Regions from separate parts of the Sus scrofa genome. Here region 2 is linked to region 1. A link is a contact called in public HiChIP or PLAC-seq data. All regions are on one chromosome and are shown on one strand. Each heading gives the region's core, a stretch centred on a gene start, on an enhancer-like site or on the middle of the called end of the contact. The rest is flanking DNA. Distances are from core to core; before and after follow the strand shown. Region 1 has its middle 53 kb from the start of RUNX1. Region 2 has its middle 430 kb from the start of RUNX1.

Region 1 (4,501 bases), core at 95-2,594:
CGATTCCAGCTAACTCTACCATTGAAGGCCAAGAGAGAGACTGGATGCTGGTGGATGACCAGTAGTCTCTGCCATGGCTGTACATAGAGCCAATTTTTGTTTGTGTTTGGGTGAATATTGGATTAATATTTGTATCCCTCACTAGACAGCAGGGTCCAAGGGGCCAGGGAAACTTGGAGAAGGTCTCACAATTTTTTCCTCCTTATTTGGCATGCTGCTTGGCACATCGTAGGTGCTTCATAAATGCTTGTTGAATGAATGGTAACTTCTACTACTGCTGCTGCCGCTAGAAAAATACAACTCCAATTATTGTCAGAGATTTGGTTTTCTACATTATAAATTATTATACTGAAATATGAATTCGTGGCTAGAAATTATGTCTTATGAAGATAATCCAAAAGAGTTCAAGTAATAAGAAAAAACTTTGTTCCATAAAAAACAATAGAAAATTAAAACTTTAGGAGTTCCCGTCGTGGCTCAGTGGTTAACGAATCCGACTGGGACCATGAGGTTGTGGATTTGATCCCTGGCCTCGCTCATTGCGTTAAGGATCTGGTGTTGCCGTGAGCTGTGGTGTAGGTTGCAGACGTGGCTCGTATCCTGCATTGCTGTGGCTTTGGCTTAGGCCGGCGGCTACAGCTCCGATGACCCCTAGCCTGAGAACCTCCATATGCTGTGGGTGCGGCCCTAGAAAAGGCAAAAAGCCAAAAAAAAAAAAAAAAAAAGGAAAAAGAAAATTAAAATTTTAAAAGTGAAAATTTATAAAATAATAAGAAGAATAATCAAGGCTTTGTTTTGCAAAAAGAGTAAAATTAAATAAATACCAGGGAAATTTATGTGGAAACAAAGAAAATAATACTCCCAGGTGGTGTCAAGTAATTCAGTCAAGAATAACTTGCTGGAAACTTAGAATTAGTGCTTATGTCCCACATACCAAATTGGTAGGCATAAAATATAATTAACAAATAAAGCCATAGAATGGATTTTAACATGGGAAGACAAGCACCACTCCTTGCCATCACCAGAAGGTAAAGAAGCAGCTGGCTGAGGACACCGCAGTCTAGGAAATGTCTCATGTACACCTGGGGTGAAATATGTGACTGGGATGATGGGATTGTGCGGGAGAGAGTCTGGCCGAAGATTAAAAGAAAGAGGCAGAAGTGAGACCACCCATCCCGAAGGCGGAAGTGATGATGTTTTGCAGGCACGGATCGAATGCAGACACAGATGCAGCGAGAGGAGCTGGGTGATGGCGGAGGAAGGGGCGGGGTGGGGGGAGCCATAGGGACATCTGCTAGAAATTGACTTGCCAAAAGAGGAAGCGATGAAGAACCGCTTCTCTGGATCTATTCTAACCAACAAGGAAGTGGCCGGGGCCCTGAGGGGAGAAAAGCAGGTTACTGCAGAGACAGCCAGTGATGGGGGGAGCTGGGTCTTGTCAGATGGATGGCCTGGCTTTGAGAAGACAGAGTTCTAAAAGCTGAGAAAAAGACCAGTGGGGTTCTAAGACTTGAATTAGCAGGTTGCTCCAAAAGGAACAAGAGCTCTCGTTAATAGCATGATCCTGCCTGGGAAGAAAATGGGGAAGTAGCTAAAGAGGTGGCCAAGCAGGAAATTCTTTGTAAAGTCAGATGTAAAAACACTTGTACAAAAAAAAAGGAAGAAAGATGAATATAAACGAATGTAAGAAATAGCGTCAGGAAGCCTTGTGCTTTGAAGAGGCTTGAAAAACACGCTAAGGCCTAAAACGAGAGTCAAGGGAAAGAACAAGGAGAGGATAAACCTTCTGTAACAGCAGCTGGTACATGGTATAAACAAACAGAGAGGAAGGATAACAACTCAGTTCAGTTCAACTAAACAAGGATTTACTGTCTTCTGTGTAAAAAGCCACTACCAGCAGCTCACAGGCCAGAGAAAGAAAGTATGCAAAGAACTAAATTATGTCTCAGGATGCTACATGTCTATAGTGTTCAGGGCTCAAGTTCAGAGCCCCGATAAGAGTGGAGGCTCCAAGGATAAGAGCGGAGATGCAGGTTCTGAAGGATGCTAATAGGGGCTATGGACTGGGAAATGCTAATACTTTCAGGGAAAGCAGAGAATAAGGAAACTGCAGAGGAGAGTGAGAAAAAATAGACAGGAATATAGGGAGAGCCTGGAGGCAACTATCCTAGCAATCTGGGCTGGAAAGAATTTTCAATTTAAAGTCCGTATGGAGCTTGAATTATATGAACTGGTCATGCATGCTGATAGCAAATCCCTAGTGATTTAGGGATGCTTTTGGTAGAGTGGTAGGACAGAAACAAGGTGCATAAGAGGCCTATAAGATGAAGCAACCGAGGCCATTATTTCCCAAAGTTTCCCTGTTATGGGAGTAAAATAAAAGATGGACACTCTAGGAAGACTTAAGATCAAAGATGAATTTTGTGCTTTGTTCTTATTTAAAAATGTCTGTCTGTTTATACATGGGGGAATACTTAAGCATAACTGTATGTTTAGAGGAAAGAGAAAGTAGAACAGAAGTCTCTAGAAATTAAAGATAGCGAGGAGGTGATTGATAAGGGAAGACCCTGGAGGAAGCAGATAGGGGTAGGAGTTGAAGGCTATGTGAGGACATTAACTGCAAGAAAGGGATGTCAACTTCTCAATGGAAATTTCAGGGCCCTGAAAATAGATCAACCTATAATCTCTATTTCTTGGAGAATTAAGAAAGATTGAGTCCTCCAAGAGGGAGGGTATCTGAAGCCTGGAGAGAAGTAGCAATTTCCATTCCATTAAGGGAACAAAAGAGAGAGCTGTCACAAGATTTGTAGAAAGAGAATTGGATAGAGTTGAGATCCCAGCTCAAGCTAAAGGTTATGGATGTGTAGGACCCCAATCTACATGGTGTCTAAGTTTTCCCAGTAGTCCAGGTGCAGAAAAGCTGGATGGTTATATTGATCCAGGGATGAGGCTCACCAGTAGGTATGGTGGAAGGACAAGAATGCCTGGGTATGGAAGATGTAAACAAAAGAAGAATTAAAGTGATAGGTCATGAGATCTGGGCTACAGTGCTGGAAGTGAGAAGAGCAAGGGATAGAGAGCCCACAGATCTGCCCAGAGATAAAAGAACAAATGTGGTAGGCTTATAGAAGTATGAAAGCAAGAATAATCAGGATGGGCTGGGAGTGTGTGATTAGTAGATGCAAACAATTCCATTTAGAATGGATAAGCAATAAGGTCCTACTGTGCGGCACAGGGATAGACCATGATGCAAGATAATATAAGAATTTCTACAGCAGAAATTGGCACAATATTGTAAATCAACTATACTTTAATAAAAAGAAAACATTGCATACCGATAAAAAGAGTAATACAACATTGTGGGCAGAGGGAAGGATAACTGGATGTAAGTTCTCATAGAAGGAAGAACTCCAGGTTATAACAAGATCCAGGGCACAGCCCTGGAAGTGTGTCTGGAGTGAGGGGAGGTAAAAATTGATAGCATCGAGGATGGATATCAAGAAAAGTGTTGAATGGAAATATTTCTTTTCAATAAAAAAAGCCTACAGGTATCTAAAAATGCATACTTCACAAAAGGAGGCAATGTAATTTCAGAATGTAAACAAAGTTACCCTTTTTACCATTTTAACAATTTAAAATACTACCAGAATTTCTTTTAAGTAAACTCGCATTATTATAAAAAAAAATCTTTGCTATGTCTGTTTGCTCTTACACAGAGAACAAACTAAGTATGCTTCTGTGCTCGGTAGAAGGACATAGAAAAGAGGAAGGCATGAGGATACAGCACTAAGAGGAGATAGTGGATGGATCAAAGTCTCGAGGAAGAGAGAGAATGTGCAATGCAGAGCACAGATGGTGGGATTGGCTAGAGGGAGCTGGAACCAGAAGCAGGAGTTAAAGTTGGGTCTGTACACATGTGACACTTCTCTGGACCTTCAAAGCAGGACATTGAGGAGACAGTTGTCCTCAGAGCCCAGACCATCTCTATCTGCTGTGACACAGGGAGTGGGTGAGGCAAAAGCATAGAGAAGGGAGGTGTAGGTTTGGAATAGCCACTTGAGTTTCCTCGAGTGACTGGTTGAAGAATCACTGGTTTTCTCCAGCTGTTCTCATCTCTCCAGTCTCGAGAACAAAGATCAATGTTGGATGGATTCAACAGTTGGCATTTTGCCAGGTCTGGGTGACACGAAGACAAAGGGAACAGGGGGTTACTGGTGAAACTTAACATGTCCTGTAAACCAAGGAGCCTGCTCCAGAAAAGGAGAGAAGTCAAGTCGAGTGGATCCTGATGGATCGAAAAGAAATGGTGGAACCAGAGACCTGGAGGAGCTTTAGGAAATTAAGGGTGGGAATAGTGAGAATAAAATTTTGAGGGCATGTAAAGCAAAATGGGGTGCTGTGACTTAACAGAATTTGTGAGGATGATTTGGGCATTGGACTTAACTGGAAGCATCTGTGAGTCAGTTCTGAGATGAAATGTCTGTGATAGGAGGTGACCTCA
Region 2 (4,211 bases), core at 1,234-3,733, 380 kb before region 1:
TGCAAGCCTTATGTGCAATTTTGCAGTTTTTAGCAGCCGTATGTTATGAGATAAACTGCATCTCCCCAGTGTATGTTGAAGCCCCTGGCTCCAAAACCTCAGAACATGACTGTTTTTGGAAATAGGGCCTTTTCAAGAGGTGACTATGTGAAAATGAGGCTGTGAGGGTGAGCCCTAATCCTATATCATCGGTGTCCTTATACAAAGCAGAAATTGGAGATCCCTGGTGGCTCAGTGAGTTAAGGGCCCAGCGTTGTCACTGCTATGGCACAGGTTTGAACTCTGGCCCAAGAAGACAAACAAAACAAAAACAACAACAAAGAAATAAAGACAGTAGTCATTAGCTTTAAGGTACCCCCTCCTGAGATATGACTTCATCTTAACATGGTTACATCTGCAAAGACCCCCTTTCCAAATGAAGTCACATTTATAGGTACTGGGGGGTAAGGATTTGAGCGTATCTCTTTGGGCAACACAATCTAATCCATTACAACATGTAAGACAAGGTTGGAAAATTAGGTAGGAAGGAATCCAGGGATATTCTAATGCTTGCTATGAGCTTGGATGTTGCTTGGGATGAAAATAGGTAAGGCAAGCAAGGAATCAATCCATGGCAAAGTTTGAGATCACAGCTTTCTTAGGATTGTTACCCTGGCAACTTAACATAGGATGGGAGGATTGAGAAAGCTACAGGCTCTTTAGCTGTTGGGAGGTTACGTCCTTTGTTGGGCAGATAGAAGTATGGCCTGCCAACGGGATTGAAAATGGCACGCTCATAGGGGAGTATGTGTTAGAATCAAGTAAATGGTCATTGATGGGACATTGAGTGGAAGATAGGGATGAAGAAGGGGGTGGGGAGGGAGAGGAAGATGGAAGGGAAAAGAGAGCATGCCCAGGAGAGAAATCCAAGTTATGAAATCCAAGTAACAGAGATAGGAGAGAAAAAGAAGTTAGTTTTCAATATTTGGATTCAGGTACTGGAAACTAATCCACAAAGACAGATTCAATAGAAATTTGGAGATGTGCATATAGAATCTGAGCAGGAAACATACATTGTAAGTTTGTTTACAAGAAGAAGAAGAAACGTTATAGCTTCTTCTGAGTTTACTGTTTCTTGGTTTTACTTTGGATGGAGAGGTGAAGGCAAAGTAGGGTTTGAGGAGGCAAAACACTTCCTATTACTTTTTAAAATTTAGGGAATAGAAGCTGACGAGAGAAACTTGGACTAGCTCCAAGCCTTGAAAAGCTCAGCAGCAAGAAGACTATCAAAATATTTTCTTAGGAATCAGGGGAGTCAATGGAGGGCCCAGTTCCATCTTGAGTTTATTCACTGCTGCTTCTAGTTGGCGTTAAGAAGAGTCAATAATCTTGGTGAGGATAAGCTGCCTATTTGTTTGGCTTAATGTGAACAAGTCAAAGAATCACAGAAAGAGAGAGAGAGAGACCAAGACAGAGAGATAGATAGAGATAGATAGACAGAGAGAGATGGTGTGAGGTAATAGGTATTTTGCCACATCCATGTTTTAAAATTGAAAGTTTGAGTGGAGCGCCACTCATTGGTACAGCGCTACCTTCGGAGACTAATAGATTCAGTGTGTTTGGGGACAGCAGTGGAATAGCTTGGAAACCATTTCTGGGAACATTGGACATGTGTGGGGAAGTACAAAGGGATAAATGGAGAGGATGAGCTGATTAGAGGATGCAGGTATAAATGCTTTGTGCCTCGGCTTTCTTCCTGTCCCTCTAACTCAGGCGGAGAGCTGCTGCACTTGAATTTATTATGGAATGAATTCTAAAGGAGAACATTCAGCATTTTCTACAGTGGGAACAGTAACAGTAGGAAGTAGTGATGATAAGATTTGGGGAAAAATATATTTGAGTTTAAAAAAATCTCTGCTGAGATATCTGCTTGTATTCATGATTAGGCTTATTATTTCTTCTTCATTATTGCAAAGGTTGCTCTCTGTTCTGAATTTCTAGGCTTTTATAAAAATATTAATGGAGGTTCCATGTTCATCTTTCAAACACTCCTTCACTCATATGGCTTATGAGGTGAACTCTCTTGAAAATATTATTTGTGCTAAATATTTGAAAATTTTTTGTTTCTTTCAGTGCATCACCTGAGATTGGTCCTCAGTGCTCTGTGTAATTCAAGTGAATGTTTATAAATGAAGTTTGTAAATGTAGATGAGACACAGTCTCTATTTTCAGGAGCTCGAAATTAAAAAAAAAAATTGGTGTCTTTGCAAATAATTGCAATTGGAGGTGGTGTCTGAGTCCATTCCAGTTGCTATAACAAAATAACACAGGCTGGGTAGCTTACAAACAACTGAAATGTATTTCTTTCAGTTCTGGGGGCTGGAAGTCTGAGATGAGCAGGGCAGCCCGGGCAAGTGACTTGACCTCTTCTAGGTGGCAGACTTCTCCTTGCATCTTCATCTGACAGAAGGGATGAGGAAGCTCTGTGAGGTCTCTTTCATCAAAGCACTAACCTTGTTTATGAAGGCTCCAACCTCATGACTTAGTCACCCCCAAAGTCCTACTTCCTAATACGGTTACACTGGGCATTTGGGTGTCAACATATGAATTTTGAGGAGACACCAACATTCAGACCATAGCAACTAGTTACATAATTCTCAGAACCAGTGCAAAATGAAAATGTTGGGCCTCTTGTTCAAAAGTGAAGTATTTCAGGCTGGTGACCAAGAGCATTCAACCAACTGGGGGACCGTCTTGAATGAGGGGCCCTGTGTGACTGCAAAGGTCATGTCCATGAAGCTGGGCACGTGTGGATATAAACTGGCCTCTGGATATGGCTATGCTCTAATTTCTAGCCATTCCTTCTCTTCACCACTGACTTCCTGCACACTTAAGATGCAAAGCAGGACAACTTAGGGGTTTTGCTCTTGCTGGTTCCTCTGCCTGGAACACATTCCACTGGATTGTCACCTGGCGCACACTCGTGTACCATTGTCTCCGCTCAAATATCATTTCTTCAGAAAAGACTGTCCTGACAACCCTATTTAAATAACCACTTCCTATCTCTGGCTTCTTACCCTGCTTTGTTTGTCTTAATAACTGTCTCCCAAGGTTGACCAGATGTCTATGTGATTAGTGTTTCTTGATGGATTTCCCCAGACAGAATGGAAACTGTGCGTAGGCAAGAATTTTGTTTTGCTCACCATCGTACCTTCAGTATCTGGAACAAGGCTTAGCACAAATAAGGAACTCAAGAAATAATTGGGTGAATGAATAAATGTATGAATGAAGATATATTGCTGCAGAATTCAAGATTTCTGTCTTGGGGAGCAAAGAAGTTTCTAGCAATTTCCAGTCTTTCATGAAGATTTGGTCTTAGATGGCAGGTGTGTGAAGGACATCTCACAATTACAGAAGGACAGACAAGATGGATTGTGTCATCATTACGAAATTTCCTATACATTCTGCTTTCCTAGGATCAGAACCTGGAAAATCCTATTTGTATCTTTTGCATATATTCTTTGATCTTTTGCATGTATTCTTTGAGCTCTACTCAATTCACATATATTATCCAATATGCCAACAAAATCATCTTTATATCCTGTAGCATGTTGGAGTGTGTGCTCTAAGCACAGACCTGTTTTCTGAGAACTTCTACCCATAATCCCTGCTGAAAGGGTAGGTTCAGGAGGCCATGCTTGGCTCTATCACCTTACCATGTTTGCCATAGGTGATAGGAGCAGAAGTGGATATTTGACCAATGCCAACTAATTAGCTTGCTGGCCAGTGACCAATGAGCTCTTGCTCAAAAAGTTGAACAGAAAGACAGAGACTCTAGCCAATTGGTGGTGGTATTCCCCTAATAGACTCAGGAGGTTGCTACATTGAGTCTAGTTGAAGAGACAATGAAGACAGGAAAAAAAAGATAAGAAACAGTGAGACATAGAGAAAGAAGGAAAGTCATGGGGTGCTGAGAAGTGGAGAGACTTCTTTTTTTAAGAGTTTCCCAGTTGTATGGACCACTGATATTTTTTGGTTTCTCTCTCTCTCTCTCTGAGATCACTTATAATAATCCATGTTGGACACCTGACACCCTTACCCTATGAAATTGAGCCAGAAATTAACTAGAAAAGTACAAATACTAGGAAATGCATCTTTCAGGTTTTACCCAACTACCCATTTCAATGATATTAAATGTAAGGTAAAGATATATACCTATGTACAAGAAAAGA

The links. HiChIP or PLAC-seq counts read pairs in DNA pulled down with a chosen protein or histone mark.
Region 2: an H3K27ac HiChIP or PLAC-seq map of alveolar macrophages shows a contact between it and region 1. The contact joins two enhancer-like sites. A contact is called at or near these places in 2 of 2 datasets of contacts at active chromatin or transcription factors (alveolar macrophages and skeletal muscle).

Annotation. Positions count from the first base shown.
Region 1 is chr13:198,686,029-198,690,529 of Sscrofa11.1, reverse strand. No RefSeq gene overlaps it. Among named protein-coding and RNA genes, the nearest start is that of RUNX1, 53 kb to the right of the region's middle. Within about 2 kb of position 1,344, at least 8 of the 83 cell types and tissues checked have an H3K27ac peak or open chromatin away from gene starts, as enhancers often do. A contact at or near this core is called in alveolar macrophages, where this site is marked.
Region 2 is chr13:199,065,788-199,069,998 of Sscrofa11.1, reverse strand. No RefSeq gene overlaps it. Among named protein-coding and RNA genes, the nearest start is that of RUNX1, 430 kb to the right of the region's middle. Within about 2 kb of position 2,483, at least 1 of the 83 cell types and tissues checked has an H3K27ac peak or open chromatin away from gene starts, as enhancers often do. A contact at or near this core is called in alveolar macrophages, where this site is marked.